Linked DNA regions of Danio rerio: region 2 is linked to region 1. Evidence: chromatin contacts called from public HiCAR-type data. All regions are on one chromosome and are shown on one strand. Each heading gives the region's core, a stretch centred on a gene start, on an enhancer-like site or on the middle of the called end of the contact. The rest is flanking DNA. Distances are from core to core; before and after follow the strand shown.

Region 1 (3,915 bases), core at 720-3,219:
TTTTTTGGGAGCATAATAACTAAACACTTATTAACTTTTAACTTGTTTTTAGGGTTTACAATGCAAATCCAATTGGTAAACAAATATAATATAAACTATCACTGTTTTGTAGATGAATCAAATAAATTATTATAATTATTTAAATTAATATAAAAACTAATTAAAATATATCTGCACAAATGTACTTAAGTAAATATTACACTCAGTGATGGCTAAAAATCTGTCTTTTCCTCCCATTGACTTATACAGGAATCTGTAAGTGACATAAAAATGAAGTATTGACTATAGTATGAATTCCAACAGAGACTGTTTTTAATATCACATATTTATTTCTAGCTAATAATTATTCCAAGTGACTACTATCTTTTTAAAATATTCCCTGTAAACATTCATTAAATGATGGTTATTATTACTTAATCATTACATCTTAAATCTTAAGCTATTCATAGGTACTACTTATTTATTAGACCTAATAAACTGTTGTAACTTTTACTAGTAGCCACAGTAGAGATCAACTAAAAACATTACTTTTAAAAATAAATTCTTACTATTGACATTTTAAATAAGTACTATCCATCTAGCCTATATATGTGTGCTATTGTCTATTAAATAGATAGTAGCAGCTAAGCAGCAAACAGACTATCTGTTTCACCCTGTGCCTAACAACAACCATTACCTGTTATAAATTCAATTCAATGTAATTCATGGCTTCTTGGGGCTTGTTGCTATCAACAAAATAATGACTAATGAACCAAGTACTATAGGACTATCTAATGAATAAGCACTCTGCTATTATCACTTTACTAGTATCTAAATACTGGTTTAGCTAATTAATACGTACGATTGGAGTATTTAATGGAAAATTAAAAATATTTACTAGTAGCATTACAGCAGGATAGGACTACATCATTTACAGGATATATTGTGTGCACACACACGACACGTATCTATCTTTCCACTCCGTGGGTAAGTTTTCGGGGTTCCCCCGCCCCTGTCACGCGGATGAGGTCAGAATCTACGTCAGCTTTAACTTATTTTTAATTTGATATTTATAAATGTATATAGGTTTGGACAAAACAACATATAAACATCTGATTACAATATAAGAGCAAAAATCTCTACAACTATTTGTCCTCTGTCATGTTACCGCCCCAGTGAATAGATCTCGAAGCATTTGATAACTGGACCAGCCCTTTTAATGTTTATTATGACGGCTTAATTTTTCAATTTAGAGTGACAACAACTAAAACTTCCTCTTCGTAAAGAAGACTATAAACATGTAAAATTATATAAAACATTAGCTTTAGAAAGAGGAGTGAATCTGCCAATTCATGGAAGTGAAAGAAAAAATGGAGATAAGAGCAACTTAACGTACCTCTGCGAGTATCTCAGTGTATCGATCATCGCCCTTCGCGATGGTACAGAAGATACACGTTTTGTCCAGGCTTTCGTCTATGGTATCCTGCTTGTTTTCACAGAAACAGCTGTTATCACACATTCTGGCTCAATGTCCGGCAAACCGAAACCGCCTCTTAAGTTTCCAGTAAATTGTGTCAACCGCTCTTCCGTGTTCCTCCATTTAAATCCTATGAGCTCATCAGTTTTATGACAGAGTCTCGGTGATACAGTACGTTACAGTATTACGTTAGCCGCGTGTATAAAACTTCATAAATTTTGCTTACGGTTTTAGCACTGTGCGTCCTGACACTTTCGGTTTGAGCAAATCCAGAGACTGTCGTAAAAAAGCTTGACACGAAAAAAGGCGTCTAACATGAAAATACAATGTAATAGGTGAGAATTAACGGAGTGACAAGGCGAGACAAGGCTTAATAGTCTTTCTCACTAAAACCGTCACACACTTACTCACATTGCAGTATTCATTTGAACTCACAGGAGCAGGCGTTATTAGCGGACACTAAAATAGTTACATTGTGCGAATATTGCAGCCTACTTTGTATTTCTTTTGAAATATTCACAACTGTCATTTGATGGTCATGTGACCTGATGATGTCACACCAGCTGTAGCTTTCAATATTTTTAAATATACTTTTATTAATAAGTTTTATAAGTATAATAATTTATAATTTATTTAAAGACAATCTAAAGGGTGTTTAATAAAAGGAACTTGCATCTAAAAGTGAAATTTGACTATGATGTCTTTGAATAACCGATATATGAAGTATTAAATATTGAAATATATTTTTTTCAATATGTTGGTATAATTTCTTTTGTTCAAAGCAAATTATGTATTTTGATATTTATTTTTTAGAACATTCCATGTTATATAAATGTGTAAATAAAACATTTAATAGTTTTATGAACTTCAAATTACCCAATACAACATTACACATTTTTCATAAATGTCTATCACTGCAAATCTGTAAAAATGTCAAACTATATTAATTCCATCATTATTAGGTTTTAAAATATTGTCGTGTTTTTAAACCAAAAATAAAATGTAATGAAAAAAAAATATTAAATACTGATGATTCTATTTATTTATGACACGTGTGTATGCATGCTTTTCTGATTACTAAGAACAATAAAAATATATATTTTATACACACACACACACACACACACACACACACACACGCACGCACGCACGCACGCACGCGCACACACACACACACACACTTTTAAGTGTTACTTTTTGTGATAGCTTTATTAAAAAATTAATAAAGCCCATTATGAACACATGACTCCATTATATCAGAAACGAACCCATCAAATCATAGTCTGCCACTGTCACTAATCTAGATTTTCAAAAAATCTGGTAGCCTACGCTAACGTTCAGATATAAAATAATATTAAAGTTTTATTGTTTACTCATTTGGTGTTCGTTGATTTTTCTCATCGAAAAATTATTTGTCACTGCCCTCTGCTGGTTACAAACAGACACAGATCAGCCTTACTGACTAGACTCCATCAGTCTGAAACTTTTTGATGCAGAAAAAATTCTAAACAACAGCAATAACACTTGATAGTTCAGACCAGACATTATAAAAACACACTAACACGATTCACATTAAGGTTACAGTTTTGTAATGGTTATTATTCTGATTGTGTCAAATGTTCACAATCTTGTAATAATGTTCAGACACCCTGTTAAATTTCAGTGTTTAATATATGCTATAAGCAATTATTAAACCTTTGGCAGGTCTTTACATTGGGAAATAAAACATCAGATGAACAACAACAACATATTGCGTGACCAAAAATAAGCCAGAAACTGATAATTAAATGCATTAACTAGTCATCAGCATTTACTCGTCCTATACTTAGTTCAAATGTTTTAACTTCTTTCTGCTGCAACACAAAAAGAAGATATTTTGAAAAATGTTGGAAACCTGTAACCATTGACTTCCATAGAATTTGTTTTTCTGCCAACACATTATTATAGCTGTAACTGAATAATGTAATTAATATGTACATTAAACATCATTGAGATCTAATGATGATTTAAGGCATTATCATTAACTCATTCTTTCATGAACTCCCATGTGTAAATGTAACACTTCTGCACATCTGACATTAGAAATAATCGAAACGTGTTCTATCTACATCAAAATGAACAGTTTAAGTCCATAAGAAGTTAAGAATGAGTTAATGATAATGAGTTATTGATAACGTGCCCCTCCAAGTAAAGCAATGACATAAAGATATTAGCAGGTCACAAGAGCATATTGGTTATATTTAGCTTAAACTAAGTAAAGATTACAAACTAATTTCGAGAGAAGCATGTGATATGATTAATCACTACTGGTCTCTCATCTGTAATCAACAAAAATCAAATCAGATTGATCCAAGCCTACAATCAAGAGACAAATTTTGCTCTACTGCCTTTTCTTTGTTTTGGAAGAATCCCACCTTCCACCCCATCTCTTTCATTTCCTTCTTTTAAAAGAGGGAGCT
Region 2 (3,915 bases), core at 949-3,448, 140 kb after region 1:
AAAAAGCTACTTTCAATACCTATAGGTATATAGTAAAGGTAATTTAGGTACAGCTTTGTACCTTTTTTGTGAGTGTAAAGGTATTTATGATATAAAGAAATGCTGCGAAATAAAAAAAATAGAAGATAAACATAATATTAATGATAATAATAATAATAATAATAATAATAATAATAATAATAATAATAATAATAATGTTATAGACCAAACGCACTGTAATGAATTAAGTCATCTACTTTTATAAAGATTTTTGAATCAGTTTACTTGAATCAAATGTAATGGTTTCAAGTTTTCAGAGATTAAATAGCACACTAAAAAATCCTGGATGTCTTAAATTTAAGCAGAATCAAATTAACCTTTATGAGTCCGTTGAACTTATATTATGTTAAACTGGCTTATACAGCTTGCGTAACTTATTAAATTAAGTTCGAATATGATTCACTTTAAGTTTAATAGGTTACAATGACCTTTGCTGTCAGGACTATTTGATCATATCAGTTTTAAATGCATAAATAGGCCAACCATTCCTTTAAAAATCACTAACCTATGTAACCATTCTAACCTTTATAAAGAAATAAACGTGAATTATTGAAAAAGTGAAAAATAGAGCTTCAGTAACGTGCAATCAACTTCGTTTCATTAAAAAAAACTACTCATGCCAAAATAAAATATGTATTGTGGCTGTTTGTCATGTATAAGAAGAAACGTGATCGCCCTTAAATAAAATGTTCTCATAGACACAAAGTCGTCTCAGATAAAAGGTTAACTGGACTCTTTGATGCGTATGCGTTAGACCATGACTAAGTCATAAATCTTGTTTACAGTGGCTCAATTAGGACTGTAATGAAAATAGATCAGTGAGTGTACATCAGTTCTTACGCACAAACACTCATGACGATGGCCTGTGTTCAAAGTCTTGCGCAGAGCTCGGTTTCCTCTTGAGCAGCCGCGGGTATCCGGGACTCGGCGGGGGTCAGGCGCACAGCGGGCGGAGGAAACCCGGCAAAATACTGCTTAAATAGCGCGGGAACATGTTTTTAATCCACATCCTCATGGTAAGCTAAAACTAGGGGATTGTTGATTCGATTTGTTTACAAGAACACTTAAAAGAGTTGGGTGATTAAAAAGGGAGGGGAAAGAGAACGCGAGAGAAAACATATCCTGTGCCATAATAAAAAAGCTAACTGTAAATAGACCCAATAAGTGTGAATCAAACAATACGGATAAAAATGTTCATTATCAGATAATCGTTTTGATGATCAATTAAACATATTATACACATTCATCTGACAGGTCACCGAGTGCGATGCGTTAATCTGTGACATTCAGTTTTTAAAATACGTTAATATGCATGACAACTACAAGAAATATAATTTAGATGTTTGCATTAATAAATATGAATACTTATACTGATGGTCTATGAAGACTGCAGTGACCCTTCTTTGTTGGCGGAAGCTGTCGACGTCCAAATGGCTAATTGGCTTTTTCTTTTGCTAATGAACGATGGACTCGAGGGATGTGCAGCAGCCCCGGGCCCGTAAGTTGATACTGGAGCGCTGTGTGTGGTATCCAAACCTCTTGACGGAGACAGCCTGCTTCCACTCGAGCCAAAGTCATTCCCCCCTCTTTCCCTTGTCTCTGACTTTCTCTCACTCGCCTCTCGCTGATCACTGTCTCCCTCATTTGATGGCATGATTTATTTATTTTAGTCCTGCTAGGTTTATTAAGGCCTCTCACGCTCATTGAGTTTTTGTTCGTATTGACAGCCATCCAAGGTCATTAGAGAAATACATCCTGTTAAAATTCGACCTGTAAAAGCGATTTTTCACAAAGAAAACATTGGTAATAGCCTTAAACCCATTTGATAAGCTATGAGGCAATCTTTATTAAAGTACATTTAATTCTAGTTTATTCTCATAAAGCGCGCAACACTGACTATTTAGGCGAAATGACCAAATCATATTTTATAAACAAAGTAGGGTTAAGCCAGAGGGATGATGGTAATGATGAGAGACGCGATGTTTGTTGACGCATAGTGATAGATATAGGGTTAGTTGATTTTGGTGGACAGTGCGCATGAGGCTCTGAGAGAAAGAAAAATTTGAGTTTGCAGGGGTCTGTGGGGTTAAGGGGGTGGGTGAGGCGGGAAAGGAGGAGCGATTAGAAGAGAGAAAGCCGGAGAGAGTTATTGAGTGATTGGCTGTCGAGTTTTGTTTAGTTGAGGAGCTGCACGAACTCAGTCTTTCCATTTCGTTCTCAAAAAGGGATTACAGCCGCCAGGATTAGCACGAAACTGTGAAACTGAAAACGGTGATAACGACCACGAATACGCATGTTGCTTGGATATTTTTTCGCACAAACAGCAGGCTTTTTATTTGCCACACCACTCCACGCCGTACAGAAGACGGTCACATTTATGTCGGATGCGTGATGCTTGTATTATTACAGGTTTTCAGCTGAAGCGAGGCGTTTATCCTCAGTTGTTTTTTCTTAAAAGTCGTTATTGGTTGTCGATCGATCCTCTAGGGTTTGCTTTACCTTTTTCTTCAGACAACGGGCTGTTTTCGTACGTCACAGCTGGACCGATGACGACTGAAAGCTCTCACGGACCCCTGGGGTCGACGCCCCCGACAAGGACCAGTCCAGCGACCACCGCGCTGCATCCAGGACTGATGAACTCGACAGGTAACTTGGAGGAGCATAGCGCAGTGTCAAAGAGTAAAAAGACCAACTCAGGTCTGCGACGCCCGGAGAAACCGCCCTACTCCTACATTGCTCTCATTGTGATGGCAATTCAGAGCGCACCAACCAAAAGACTGACACTTAGTGAGATTTACCAGTTTTTACAAACACGCTTCCCGTTTTTCCGAGGCTCTTATCAGGGCTGGAAGAACTCTGTTCGGCACAACTTGTCTCTGAACGAGTGCTTTATAAAACTACCAAAAGGTCTTGGGCGACCGGGTAAAGGACACTACTGGACCATAGACCCAACAAGCGAATTTATGTTCGAGGAAGGGTCATTTCGGCGAAGACCCCGAGGATTTAGGAGAAAATGTCAGGCTATGAAACCAATGTACAGAATGATGAACGGCCTAGGGTTCGGTTCCGCCATTTTACCTCAGAGCTTCGACTATCAATCGCCTACCGGTGCACTTGCGTGCCATAGCAGTGGCTATAACTTGGACCTGTCCGGCAGTGGATATGAATCAATAAGCAGTGGTCACCACGGCCACATGTCCCCAAGCTCTAGACACGGCTATATGTCTAGCTGCCCAATGCCCGGGAACGGAGACTATGCCGTGGAGAGCAACACCAGCCCAGTCCCGTCTTCCCCTGCAGTGGCAGGCGCCCTTGAAGGCCACTCGCCGTATTCAGAGAGCACAGCACTGTGGGCTTCTTCAAACTCTTCATACCTAAAACAGGCGAATACCATTACAAGCAATTCACAGCCGACAGGCCAGCATCCCGGCATATTCACTTACTCTCTGGAGCAGGGTTATATTCAGCAAAGCGCGAGAGACAACGCAGACATGTCAGGTAGCTATAATTAAGCAAATCTCGTACACATATTCTTTGATTCATTCAAGCCACAATTTTACATTATTTCTAATATTATATTGAAAATTTAAGTGTCTATTTTATTAAATGCGATGCCAATAGGCTACCTGTAACAAATTACAAATACATAGCTAAATAAAGGACAAATATAAAACTGTCAGAAAATCTAAGTTCTTTGACTTAAGAATAACAGCGAATTTATTATTTGGTTGAATATATCAAATATATTATTGTATAAATGTTTTTGAATTAATAATGTTGAATAAATCTTAATGATCTCTGCGACAAAAGGAAAAAAATATATTCAAAAGCTAAATTCATATAGGATGTTGTATATTTCTTTGTAATTGCTAAATT

What was found. HiCAR-type assays count read pairs that join an accessible place to other places.
Region 2: a contact with region 1 is called in a HiCAR-type map of caudal fin, with 5 times the contacts expected there. The contact joins the promoter of foxf2b here to the promoter of si:dkey-25e12.3 in region 1. A contact is called at or near these places in 6 of 18 Hi-C or Micro-C datasets (caudal fin, embryo, hematopoietic stem cells and 1 more) and 1 of 4 datasets of contacts at active chromatin or transcription factors (caudal fin).

The regions. Positions count from the first base shown.
Region 1 is chr20:29,264,553-29,268,467 of GRCz12tu, forward strand. si:dkey-25e12.3 reads right to left here and starts at 1,970. Exons shown (of 5, transcript NM_001025555.2): 1 at 1,376-1,970. The coding sequence starts at 1,498.
Region 2 is chr20:29,403,852-29,407,766 of GRCz12tu, forward strand. It overlaps foxf2b (forkhead box F2b), which reads left to right and starts at 2,199. Exons shown (of 2, transcript XM_003200706.7): 1 at 2,199-3,537. The coding sequence starts at 2,424. The region is part of intron 4 of LOC137488655 (a long non-coding RNA gene); the gene reads right to left.